3 separate regions of the Mus musculus genome follow, and regions 2 and 3 are each linked to region 1. Evidence: chromatin contacts called from public Hi-C and promoter capture Hi-C data. All regions are on one chromosome and are shown on one strand. Each heading gives the region's core, a stretch centred on a gene start, on an enhancer-like site or on the middle of the called end of the contact. The rest is flanking DNA. Distances are from core to core; before and after follow the strand shown. Region 1 holds the start of Nudcd3 (NudC domain containing 3). Region 2 holds the start of Tbc1d10a (TBC1 domain family, member 10a). Region 3 holds the start of Mtfp1 (mitochondrial fission process 1).

What was found. Promoter capture Hi-C pulls out the DNA fragments that hold promoters and counts their contacts. Hi-C and Micro-C count contacts between places; a contact is called where the count stands out from the background.
Region 2: a promoter capture Hi-C map of liver shows a contact between it and region 1, with 5 times the contacts expected there. The contact joins the promoter of Tbc1d10a here to the promoter of Nudcd3 in region 1. A contact is called at or near these places in 3 of 39 promoter capture datasets (embryonic stem cells, liver and pre-B cells).
Region 3: a Hi-C map of CD8 T cells shows a contact between it and region 1, with 7 times the contacts expected there. The contact joins the promoter of Mtfp1 here to the promoter of Nudcd3 in region 1. A contact is called at or near these places in 1 of 39 promoter capture datasets (pre-B cells), 1 of 484 Hi-C or Micro-C datasets (CD8 T cells), 1 of 115 datasets of contacts at active chromatin or transcription factors (astrocytes) and 1 of 9 other capture datasets (liver).

The regions. Positions count from the first base shown.
Region 1 is chr11:6,198,599-6,202,172 of GRCm38.p6, forward strand. It overlaps Nudcd3 (NudC domain containing 3), which reads right to left and starts at 1,853. Exons shown (of 6, transcript NM_173748.5): 1 at 1,345-1,853. The coding sequence starts at 1,536.
Region 2 is chr11:4,184,281-4,188,147 of GRCm38.p6, forward strand. It overlaps Tbc1d10a (TBC1 domain family, member 10a), which reads left to right and starts at 2,553. Exons shown (of 9, transcript NM_134023.1): 1 at 2,553-2,819. The coding sequence starts at 2,611.
Region 3 is chr11:4,094,151-4,097,818 of GRCm38.p6, forward strand. Mtfp1 (mitochondrial fission process 1) reads right to left here and starts at 1,281. Exons shown (of 4, transcript NM_026443.4): 1 at 1,066-1,281; 2 at 239-366. The coding sequence starts at 1,132. Gm51935 (a long non-coding RNA gene) reads left to right here. Exons shown (of 3, transcript XR_003949843.1): 3 at 504-592. Sec14l2 (SEC14-like lipid binding 2) reads right to left here. Exons shown (of 12, transcript NM_144520.2): 12 at 2,889-3,668.

The DNA of each region.
Region 1 (3,574 bases), core at 603-3,102:
CTCATCGGTTTCCATTCTGAAACTGAAACTCAGTAGCAAACCTTCCCACTGATCACCTCATGGTCATTATGTTAAGAGTTACTAGAACATTCTAAGCTTTGGCTTCTTCCACTGAGAGGAACTGAAGAAAGTAACCCCTGACAAGCCCACAGAACAGATTAAGATGGAAGGTAAGCCAGGTGGTGGCAATTCGAGTCTTTAATCCTAGGCAGATATCTGAGGTTGATGCCAGAGTGAGTTCCAGGACTTCAGAGCTACACAGGAAAGCCCTGTCTGGGGCTGATGCAGGGGTCAACAAACAGCAAAGGTGACATGAAGCACTTTATAGGTTTGTGAATCAGACTCTACACGCCCCTCAAAACCTACTTCAACGTCTCCTACAAAACTGTCTCAATTTCCTAACTACCACTTCTATCACTTCCTTCCAAAGAGCTCTACCACACAGAGAACTAGCAGAGCTCTCTATTAGTGTCTGTGCTTTACTCTCTGTACAGTGTCAAAAGTAGACAGACCATTATTTAAATATCCATACCATCAGAGTCTATACCGCAGCTGAGAGTGTTAAATATATTCATTAAATGTTTGCTTATTACTAACTCAACAATGTCAACAATCCCAGCGCGGGAGCGTCGGGAAGGAGGACCATAAGTTCGAAGCCATCCTGATCTACCTGGCAAGTTCCAAGTCAACCAGGGCTACACAGCAAGATCTTGTCTCGAAAGAAAACAGTTTTTAAAAAGGTGTCCAAACAACTTGAGTCAGTCATTAGTAACGCTTCAAAAACAATAAATATAACCTAGGACATATAAATTTTAATCCAAATGTAAATTTCGTAAACATTACAATTGTCCACCAACTTAGTAAGTCACTGGCAAGAGGCCACACCCACCAATCAATACATACCAGTCATTCCTGCCACCTCCGAGCCCGGGAATTCTGAAATCTACTAGTTTCTCCCGCTGTGAAAGTCCTCCTCCTACAGCCTGCACGGTTTGAACCCTGCCTAACAAGCCCCTTGCACCGTTCTGGGGATGCCCACAGGGCGCTGGGAGGCCCTCAAACCCAGGCTGACAGGTCCAACACCTAAGCATCTCCCGCACAAACCCAGCCTGTACCCAAAGAAGCGCATTCCTGCCAACGGATCCGTGGGTCAGATAACGCCTGGCCATTTACTCAAATCACCTGGTGGCACCCCAGAGAGAATCACAAACCCTGAAGGGTGGGCTACGGAGTGGCGCAGTTCCCAGACGTAGGACGCGAGCCGGGGCACCTCTGGCGCTGGGAGGTGGAACTGGGGTAAGGACCTGCTGGACCCCAACGGCCCGCCGCCTCTCTCCACCTCACCTGCAGCACCAGGGCCTGTGCGGCCCCGGGCGGGAAGCCCATGCGGTCCGAAGGGTGGCGCAGCAGGCGGTAGAAGTCGGTCTTGCGGTAGAGAAAGCCGAAGAGCACGCGCAGAAAGTCCTGGACATTGCCCACGTGCTGCAGGATGCCCAACAGGGCCTGGTCATAAAGCTCAGCAGCCCCGGGCTCCATGGCTCTGCTGCCCGAGGGACGCGAACACAGTGGGCACCGCCTCACACCGGCTGATTGGCCACTTCCGGCGTGCGCGCCTAACGGCTCCCCCCGGACAGCGAAGACGCGGAACTTCCGGTCCGCGCTTGTTACTACCGGCGGTAACCGATCGTCGTTCTTGCGGCTCTGCTGGATCTCCTCCGCCGCGACACTTGCCTAAAGGAGATTGGTATGCGCTCAGTACGGTTCCTACATGCAAGAATAACCATGGTCACGATGCGGAGAGCGCTTGCCAACCATGTTTGAAGAGGGCGGAAGCATTGTGGTGACGGCCACTTGACGTAGTCCCTGGAGGTGTCACGTGGTCTGGGAGCCTTTCTTCTTTCTGGATTGAATTCCTGCGTAGGTGTCTGGTGCGCCTTCTTATAATACCACATTTTGTTTGTTAGCGGAGGGAACGGAAAAGGAATATTGTAGAATTGTATGGAATTCCTATTAACAGAGCTATGAGTGAAACTCAGAAGGTTGCACCAGATTTCAAGGTGACTTGAAAGGACAAGAAAAGTGTGAAAAGCTCAGTGAAGGAAAAAAAGAAGTATGATACTGTAAATATGTGTGTGTGCATCCGTATGTATAGCATGTGTGTATACACGTGCCGTTACTAATACGTGCATATAGACATTTTAAGAAAACGTTTATGTAAGGTTGACACACAATCAATCTGTGGTTTATACCTGTAATCCCCGCATCCAAATCATGGCCAACCTGGGCTATAGAGTCAAACCCAGTCTCAGAAGAGGGTTGGGGGGAGACGAAAGACAGACAGATTAGGAACATATGCTAGGTCACAAACCGAAGACAAATGGCTGAGATGCCTAATAAAATATCAAAGCAGACTCTGGCCACCAGTCTCCCTCAGTACCTTCTGGTACAGGATCCTTCTGGCTGGCATACTAATCCTGACCTCTACCCTAAACTTCTCCAGTCCAGAGTCTGAGCTGGCCTTTTCCTCCCCAAGCTTCTCTGATTCCTATGTAACCCAGCCATTTTGGTTATGAGGTCCTTTTTACCCTTTGGCCTCTTGGTCTCCTGGCCTCTTGACTCCAGGTCTCTTCTACCCTCTCCCCTAACCCTTCTCACATGGCCCAGCTCATTCTACAGCCACTTCCACCCTGAATTCTCCCAGATGCCTCTGCTTCTGGCTGTCTGCTCCCTCCTGTCTACAATAAACCTCCTCCACCATACCTAGAAGCCATCATGTCCTCCTTTTTGTTTTTTTTTCATTCAATGTAGCTAAATTGGTAAAGTGTGTGACTAATGTGTCCTGAGTGTTGTATAAACTGTGTAGTAACCCACATGTGTGACTAATGTGTCCTGAATGTTGTATAAACTGTGTAGTAACCCATACCTGTAAACCTAGCACTGGGAAGGTGGCGACAGAACCAGAAATGTTTATTCATCCACATAGCCAGTTCAAGACCAACTTGGGCTCTGCAAGGAGATCCTGACCGGAAAAAAAACAACAACAACAACAAAAAAGATTTTAATGAATTTCATCTCTACTAGACTAACTAACATCTACAAATTAACTTTTTTAAAAGACATTGTCTTACTCTGCAGCCTTGGCTGCCCTGGAACTCGCTGTATAGACCAAACTGTCCTCAAATTCACAGAAATATGCCTGTTTCTGCCTGCCAAGTGCAGAAGTAAAGATATATGCCACCACACAGAGCAAAATACTGATTTTACTTTTGTTTTCTTGTAGTTCTAGGAGACAAACTCAGGGTCTTGAACATGTTAGGAAAATGCTTTTCCAGTAAGAGACATTCCAGGCTTAACAAATAACTTAATAGTGTTGGGCCTTAGCAAATTTTAAGTAAAGCCATACAGATAAATTGATGTAAATTTTTTCAACTTAGAATTTATGATCGTGCTCTTGGAAGGCAGAGGCAGGCGGATTTCTGAGTTCGAGGCCAGCCTAATCTACAGAGTAAGTTCCAGGACGGCCAGAGCTACACAGAGAAACCCTGTGTCAAAAAAAACCAACCAAACAAAAAAT
Region 2 (3,867 bases), core at 1,303-3,802, 2.0 Mb before region 1:
CACTCTGTGCCTCCTGGGATCTCCGTTCAGCTATGGGAAGGAGGAATTTCCTCCCAGATAGTGTTTTAAGAGCAAAATGGCCTATGCCTGCACCTATGTCTGCTATTGCCATTTGTATGGAAAACCAGAAGCAATTGGAATGTAAACTGCAGGCCTTCAAGAATGTCAGGCTATGTGGCATCAAAAAAATGGGTGGTGAGTCATTCTGTGCTAAATCCCTTTCTTGGAGCTTGTTTCAGACTCTGTAGCTTGTCTCTCCTCGTTATCTAGGGAGAGTCAAATGACCCTGGGAAATTATACAAAAGATGAATGAGGAACCACTCTAAGAACTGACAAACTTTAGGACTGAAAGTTGTATGCTGGGGTCAAGTGCATAGGAGTGTAATTGGCCCAATTCTTTTTCTTTTTTCTTTTTTTTCTTTCTTTTTTTTTTTTTTTTTTTAAAGATTTATTACATGTGAGTACACTGTAGCTGTCTTCGGACACCCCAGAAGAGGGCGTCAGGTGGTTGTGAACCATCATGTGGTTGCTGGGATTTGATTGAACTCAGGACCCTCACATAAGAGCAGTCAGTGCTCTTAACCACTGAGCCATCTCTCCAGTCTCAATTAGCCCAATTCTAATAGAAGCATTTTGTGACAACTGAGGTTCTAGAACTGCCATAAACTAACCTGGGATCTTAGACAACTGACTTGACTTTATAGAACCTCGGTTTACCTACCTGTAAAATTGGGCAAGTATAAAAGTACTAAAAGACATGTACTAAAAGTGCATTTTCCCCCAAAGAAACTCCTATTCGGTAAAGGTCATTTCCAGTCCTCCCTCACTCTCTGGTAACCATTATTCTTTGTACCTACAGATTTGCTGCTTCTAGATATTCCAGTATCTATGATTATTAATGATTTTGTGTGTTCAGTTTTTGTTTGTTTCTTTGTTTAAGACAGGGTCTTGTCTTGCTTACCCTTTCTTTTTTGCTTTCAAGATATATCTACATTGCATACTTATTAGTGCTTTATTCTTTTCATGGCTGAATTATGTCCATTGTATGGACATACCACATTTATACACTCTTAATTGGTGAAAGTCATTTGAATATTTTTTCTTTTTCTTTTCTTTTTCTCTCTATTTGACCAGGTAGCATTATTTTCATTTTTCTTCGGTAGAATTTCCTAGGAGGAGGATGCAATGTTTGCACAACTCTGTACGGATGCTAAAGAACCATGGGACTGTACCTTTTTTTTTTTTTTTTTTTTTCGAGACAGGGTTTCTCTGTGTAGTCCTGGCTGCCCTGGAACTCACTTTGTAGACCAGGCTGGCCTCAAACTCAGAAATCTGCCTGCCTCTGCCTCCCGAGTGCTGGGATAAAAACCACCACGCCCAGCTTTGTACTTTTTTTTTTTTTTTTTTTTTTGAGATAGGATTTTTATTTGTAGCCCAGTCAGTCTGTCCGGAACTTGTAAACTGTTTTAGCCTACAGAGTACAGGCATCTGTTATCATGCCTAATTTATCTTTAATTTTTATGTATTTGTGCATGTGTAGGTGTGTCGGTGGGGTGATGGAATTTAAATATAGGAAGTATGTATATACCTTAAATAGATGGAAGTGGTGGTATGCTAACCATATTTCAATAAAACTATTGGGGAGTCAGGCAGGATAGCCCACATCTGTAATCCCAGCACTTGGGAGACAGGGAGGGCCCTAGACTACATAGTAAAGTCAAAGCCACTTTGGAGACCCTATCTCAAAGAAAAACAATACAAATCAACCCTCACCAGAAAGGTGTTGGGAAGAAAAAGGTAGAGCTTAGGTCTGATATATATATATGTGTGTGTGTGTGTGTGTGTGTGTGTGTGTGTATGTGTATATATATATATATATATATATATATATATATATAATTTGGTTTTGGGTTTTGGTTTTTCGAGACAGTGTTTCTCTGTGTAGCCCTGGCTGTCCTGGAACTAACTCTGCAGACCAGGCTGGCCTCGAACTCAGAAATTCGCCTGCCTCTGCCTCCCAAGTGCTGAGATTAAATTAAAGGCGTGAGCCATCTTGCCCGGCTGTTCTGTATTATTCTTATAGGGTCTCCCACGAGCTAATTTGCATCCCCCTAAGCAGAACAGCCAGGTGGTTCAGATCCCTAAGCCCACTTGCGTCTCATCACTGTTCTTGAAAATGACCTGGCGAAGTAGCGCTACCCACGACCCTGTTTCCCATGGAGGCAGAGACCTTAGGACCTCTAGGGAAGCCCTAGACCTTCTGCCAGAGAGCAGCAGCAGGTGACACACCAGCTCCGGGCCAACCCGGAAAAGCCAGACGAGCTAGTCCAGGTGAGTTTTTGTGATTGGCAGCCAGGGAAGGCGGGCCCTTGGTGACGGTTGTCCCGCCCCCTCACGTCGGTCCACTTGGCGCCAGGCTGGAGGAGGGGCGAGGCTCGGGACCCTCGGCACCCATTGGGCGCGTGGTGGGAGCTCCCTGGGTATCCGCCCCCAGCTTTGTGGCAGCCAATGGGCACAGTGCGTGGGAGGGGCGTCGGCAGCGTCGGCGGAGGCCGGGCGGCTCAGGCGGCTGAGGTGGCCGCTGGCGCTCTGGTGGCGGGCGCGGCCGATATGGCGAAAAGCAGCAGAGAGAATGGGCCGCGCGAGCCCGCAGCAGGCGGGAGCCTGTCTGGGACCCGGGAAAGCCTGGCCCAGGGCCCCGACGCCGCCACCGCCGACGAGCTGAGCTCGCTCGGCTCCGACTCGGAGGCCAACGGCTTCGCCGAGCGCCGCATCGACAAGTTCGGATTCATCGTGGGTTCGCAGGGCGCCGAGGGCGCGTGAGTAGCTCTGGGGTCTGGGCCGGGCGCGGGACCAGCACAGGCGTGGGCCTGACCCACCAACGTGTCTCCACTGTCCCAACCCCACAGATACGCCGCAAGCGGCAGCCTACTTTCTACCTACGAACAGAAAGGCCATTCCCTTCCTCCTGGTCTTCCCCAAACCGACTGATCCATACCCTCCAAGGAGAGTATCCCCGATGGGGGTTTCCCATCTCCAGCTCATAATCTCGCAGGTTACTCTGGCCTTAAAGCTTTGCCACCCCCTGACACGCGCACAGATGGCTGCCCCATACTTTGCCCACAGCTATTCTCCATCTCCCCCTACCCCACAGAATCCTTGTCTCGCCACCTCAGTATCGGCACCCCAGGAAATCTTAAGACTTCAGGACTCCGAGCTATTCCAGGTCGCGCTAACCCTTACCTCCAGACACATATCTCAGAAGGATTGACACTGGCCAGCCCCCTCCCAGAGGGTCCCATCTTGACTCCCAGTTTCTTTTCATCATGGAAAGGTCTCTCCTCATTACACACCCTCTGCCAAAAGGCAGCTTTGTCCATTGTCACAGGCAACAGGTGGGCCGACACTCCTTCCCAGTAGTTATAGGGCACCTCAACTCTAGGACTCCCCTGTCAGCTTCATCACAGGGGAGCCAGCCAGTAGACTCCCAGGCTGCCGTGTTTATGTCCTTCCTTCCCAAATCCAGATCTAGGACTGGAGAAGGAGGGAGACAGCACCCCACCCTTGAGCTACCAGGTACCCAGCTTTCCATTAGAGAAAGCTGAGGCAGGAGTAACACCTTCCCTCCAAGCTGAGCATGTTGGGCTACAGATTTGTACACAGCAGAACCCCTAGAAGCCCGCCCTCCCAGAGACTGCGGATGCGATCTGGTGGTCTCTTCAGGAAGATGGCCTCTAGATCCTGCTTTCATTCCACTTGTCTTGTGATAGGAGACTAGCGCCATACCCAGAACTGACAAGCCTCCCTGTCATAGTGTACCTCCCAGTTTATAGAGCCTCACAGGCACCATGGAAGCCCTACGCCAGT
Region 3 (3,668 bases), core at 31-2,530, 2.1 Mb before region 1:
GGGTGGAGGACTGGGCTGTACTACATTCAGGGTTGGGGGTGATTTGCCCACATCCAGGAGAGGTACCAACTGTCACCTCCTACCCAAATGGTTTGGTCGGGTGGGGATGAACAATCCTACAAACAAGATTAGCTTATGGACTGCACTATGAGACGCTAACGGGGATAGGGCTGTCCCCACTGCAAGACTGCATACCACCCACACTAGGATGGGTTGGAAAGGGTTAATTAACACTCACCTCTCCTGCCTTCTTGCCTTTGTCTATGGCATCGGCCAGGACATAGGAGCTGGACACACCATAGCTCAACCACACCACAGCTGCAGGAACCAGCGAGCGGAAAGCCTCCCCCACCTCATTGGCGTAGCCTGGAGGGAAAAGGCATTTAACTCTCTGGCCCTTTCCACAAGGGGGCGCTACACAGAAAGCTGCTTCTAACCCTAACCTCTTAAACTACAGTGCGGCAGGTGACCTCAGTCAAGTAACTTTACCTTTTGGTTTCTAGGCCCGCGGACTGACACCGACAATGAAGTTCATGGCTCACTGATCAAAGTCCCCAGCCGTGGTTCTGGGGATCTGCACCAGGGAGGCGACCGGAGGCCACCGAATCACTGAGGGTGGGCTCCACTGACCAGTATCAAGTGCCAGGTCTTTTAAGGCCTTACCTCAGCCCGCTCTTACAGTCAGCACCCGACAGGAGTGCCTCGCATTCAGCCCTTTTTACAGAAGAGAAAACTGAAGCTTAGGAAGAGCCTGGGAAAGGCAGACTTGCTAGGAGTCCAGATCCTCTGACGCCATGGCTAGTGCACGGTCATGGCAGAGGGCAACCCACACACTCGGTTTGTGCCTCCAGAAGAGCCCCGTGGACAGATCTGAACCAACAGGGTTGTGTGACCTTGGACAAGTCCCTAGCCTTCTCCTGAGCCCTGTCTCCAGGCCAAGCCGAATAAGAACTAAGCCCCTTTTCAGACTCCAGATCGGCAACCCGGTCCATTGCTTCCCCCCCCCCCCCGCCCCCAGCCCCTCCGGAGTGGTGGGGTCGCTGCGTCTGTCACTCCCACGCTCACCCAGGTAGCGCACCCACGTGTCCCGGTAGAGGTCGCGCTCGGCGCCCTGCCGCTGCTGCTCCGACATGACTTCCCCGGCAAGGTTGGAGTCGCTGCAGATTAGAGTCTCACCACAACTGTGTCTCCACTAGCACTTGGCTAACACCAGGCAAGAACCCGCCAGTAGTCCGAGGCTGAAGGACGGGTCCCGCTATCGCTAACGCCACTGCAGGGAGTGTCTGAAAATTGCCTTATACAACATCCAAGCCCCTCTCCTAGGCTTGGGTTTTGCAGACAGATGGTCTTGTTTTCTCTGAGCAGTTAATGCAAAACTCTCCCAGACATGACTAGTTTTTGGAGTTAAATAGGTCAGAGTTCCAATCGGAGAATGGAATCTTCTTAGGTGTGCGGCTTCTAGGAAAGGTGTATTTCTCTGAGCCGCGGTTCGTGTGTAAATGGGAGGCGTGCCAACATTCACTGCCTTAGACAGTCGCAAGGACTAATTAATTATAACAGTCATCATGTGTCCAGTAGACTCAAGTTTGCTTCCTTAAGCTCTGGCACTAGCGTAGGGTCCTACTTTACAGTAGGGAAATAGAGACACAAAGAGGACAGCCACTCTCCTGACTCATGCAACTGTTAAAATGGAAAAGGGAGCTAGGGAGTTATTACAAGGGGCAAAAGCACTCTGAATCCTCTGGGATTTCAGAGGGGCAATGCTATGGCCCCTAGAGACAAATCCTACTTGGGCCGCCTAGTAGATGTAAGCCACTTACACACACACACACACACACACCGCCCCTCCCCCCACTCCCCACCCCGGTCCCAACGACCACGTCTGTAAAGCAAAATGGGTGAGAATGGAGAGATGGCTCAGTGGTTAAGAGCGCTTACAGCTCTTCCAGAGGGCCGGAGTTCCAGTCCCAGCATCTACACGGGTGTCTCACAGCCATCTGTAACTCCATCTCGGGGGAATCTGACACTTCTGGTTTCCACAGGCAGCACCCACCTCCCCCAAACACACACACCTATACATTCACACATGAGACACACAGATAAATTCAAATAAATATGGCCTTAAATCTCTTATAAGCCAGGCATGGTGTTGCATGCTTTCATCTCAGAATGTAGGAGGCAGAAACAGGTAGTATTATGTGCGTTCGAGACCAGCCCTGTCTACACAGGGAGTTTCAGGCCTGGTTGGAGGCTACACAGTACAAAAAATATCCAGCTAGGTAAGAACAGGGTCTTATCTAGCTTTGCACAGTTCTTTTAGCTTTTTTAGATCCGAAAGGTGTATACCGACTCCCTTCGGAAGCCAGTGTTTTCAGCCCGTGTCTTCTTGAAACTTGTGGGTCACCGGGGACTGAGCCCGGCGCGGGTGGGAAGGTAGAGTGCTGGAGCGGAATTAGGAGACGGTCCCTAAAGCCACGTGACGCTAACCCTCGGCCTCCCTCCCATTTAGTACCCGCTGCGCCGGTCACCGCGGGAGAACCGCCCAACCCGTCTGGAACCACCGAATGGGGCGGGGCCTCCGCCCTCACCGTGAAGGCTCTCGGGAGCATCCGAATGCCTTGAACAAAGATGGCGGACGACGCTCACCGGCTGAACCAATCGGAAGGCAACTTGTTAGGACTTCGGAGAACGTTGTCGCGAGAGGAGAGGAAAGGGACGTTACTGTCTCTCTGTGCGTGCCTGTGTCCGAGTGTCGTGAGAGTAGAGGGGAAAGGAACAGAACATGTGTGTGTGTGTGTGTAATTTTAGCCTGCTACTTGGCATCTGAAAATTTGGGGTCTAATGTAAGAGACCGCTAGGAAGCCGGCGATGGGCAATGAATTCTGCTCTTTGCTTTGAAAATTGATCACTTTATTCATTGGTTAATGTACCTAACAGCATTGTAAACCAAGGCCAGGCTGTGCCCCTGAGATGTGTGACTAGATCCTGGGTAGCCTCGGCCCTCTCTGCTTGCCATCCCTGCACCTGCCCAGAGCTCCCTCCGCTTCCTGAGACGAGGCTGGGCCAACGCCTCGTTCAGAGGAAAAGGCAGACCCCGCAAGGGCCTGGGGCATCCTTCCTGAATTCTGGGCAGCCTGTAACCTGGCTCTCAAGTTGTGTGGGGTCAAGAGCTTTTTATTGCAAGGTCACCTGTGCCTGGCCCCCCTCTTTACCCTGGCTCAAATGTTTGCCCAGCTATGGCTACCTTCCCGGGAAACCGCCCACCCTGGCTACCTGCATCCCCAGGCAAGAGGAAGCCACTGCTGCTATTACACGCCTCCACAGAGAAGGGCCCACCAAGCCCTTGCTCCTGTCAGGAGACTGGTTCTCAGGCACTGTGGGAGACTGGACTGGGAAGTGCACTCAGTGCTGTCTCAGCCCCAATTGTCATCTTTGTGTAGGGCTGCTCAAGCGGAGGGTTACTTAGTGAGAGGCTTGGGGCCCACCCACCGCCTCCTTGGTCCTTTCCTATCTATGATCCCTGAAATTAATTACCCTTGTGCTTGTGGAGGGTTTAAACAGGCAGCCAGTGGAACCCAGGAGTTAATGAGGTTCTGGGGGGGGGGGCTGTTAGCCTTCCTTCCAGTGCTGACTTGGGTTACTCCTGAGATTGGGGGGGGGGGGGGACG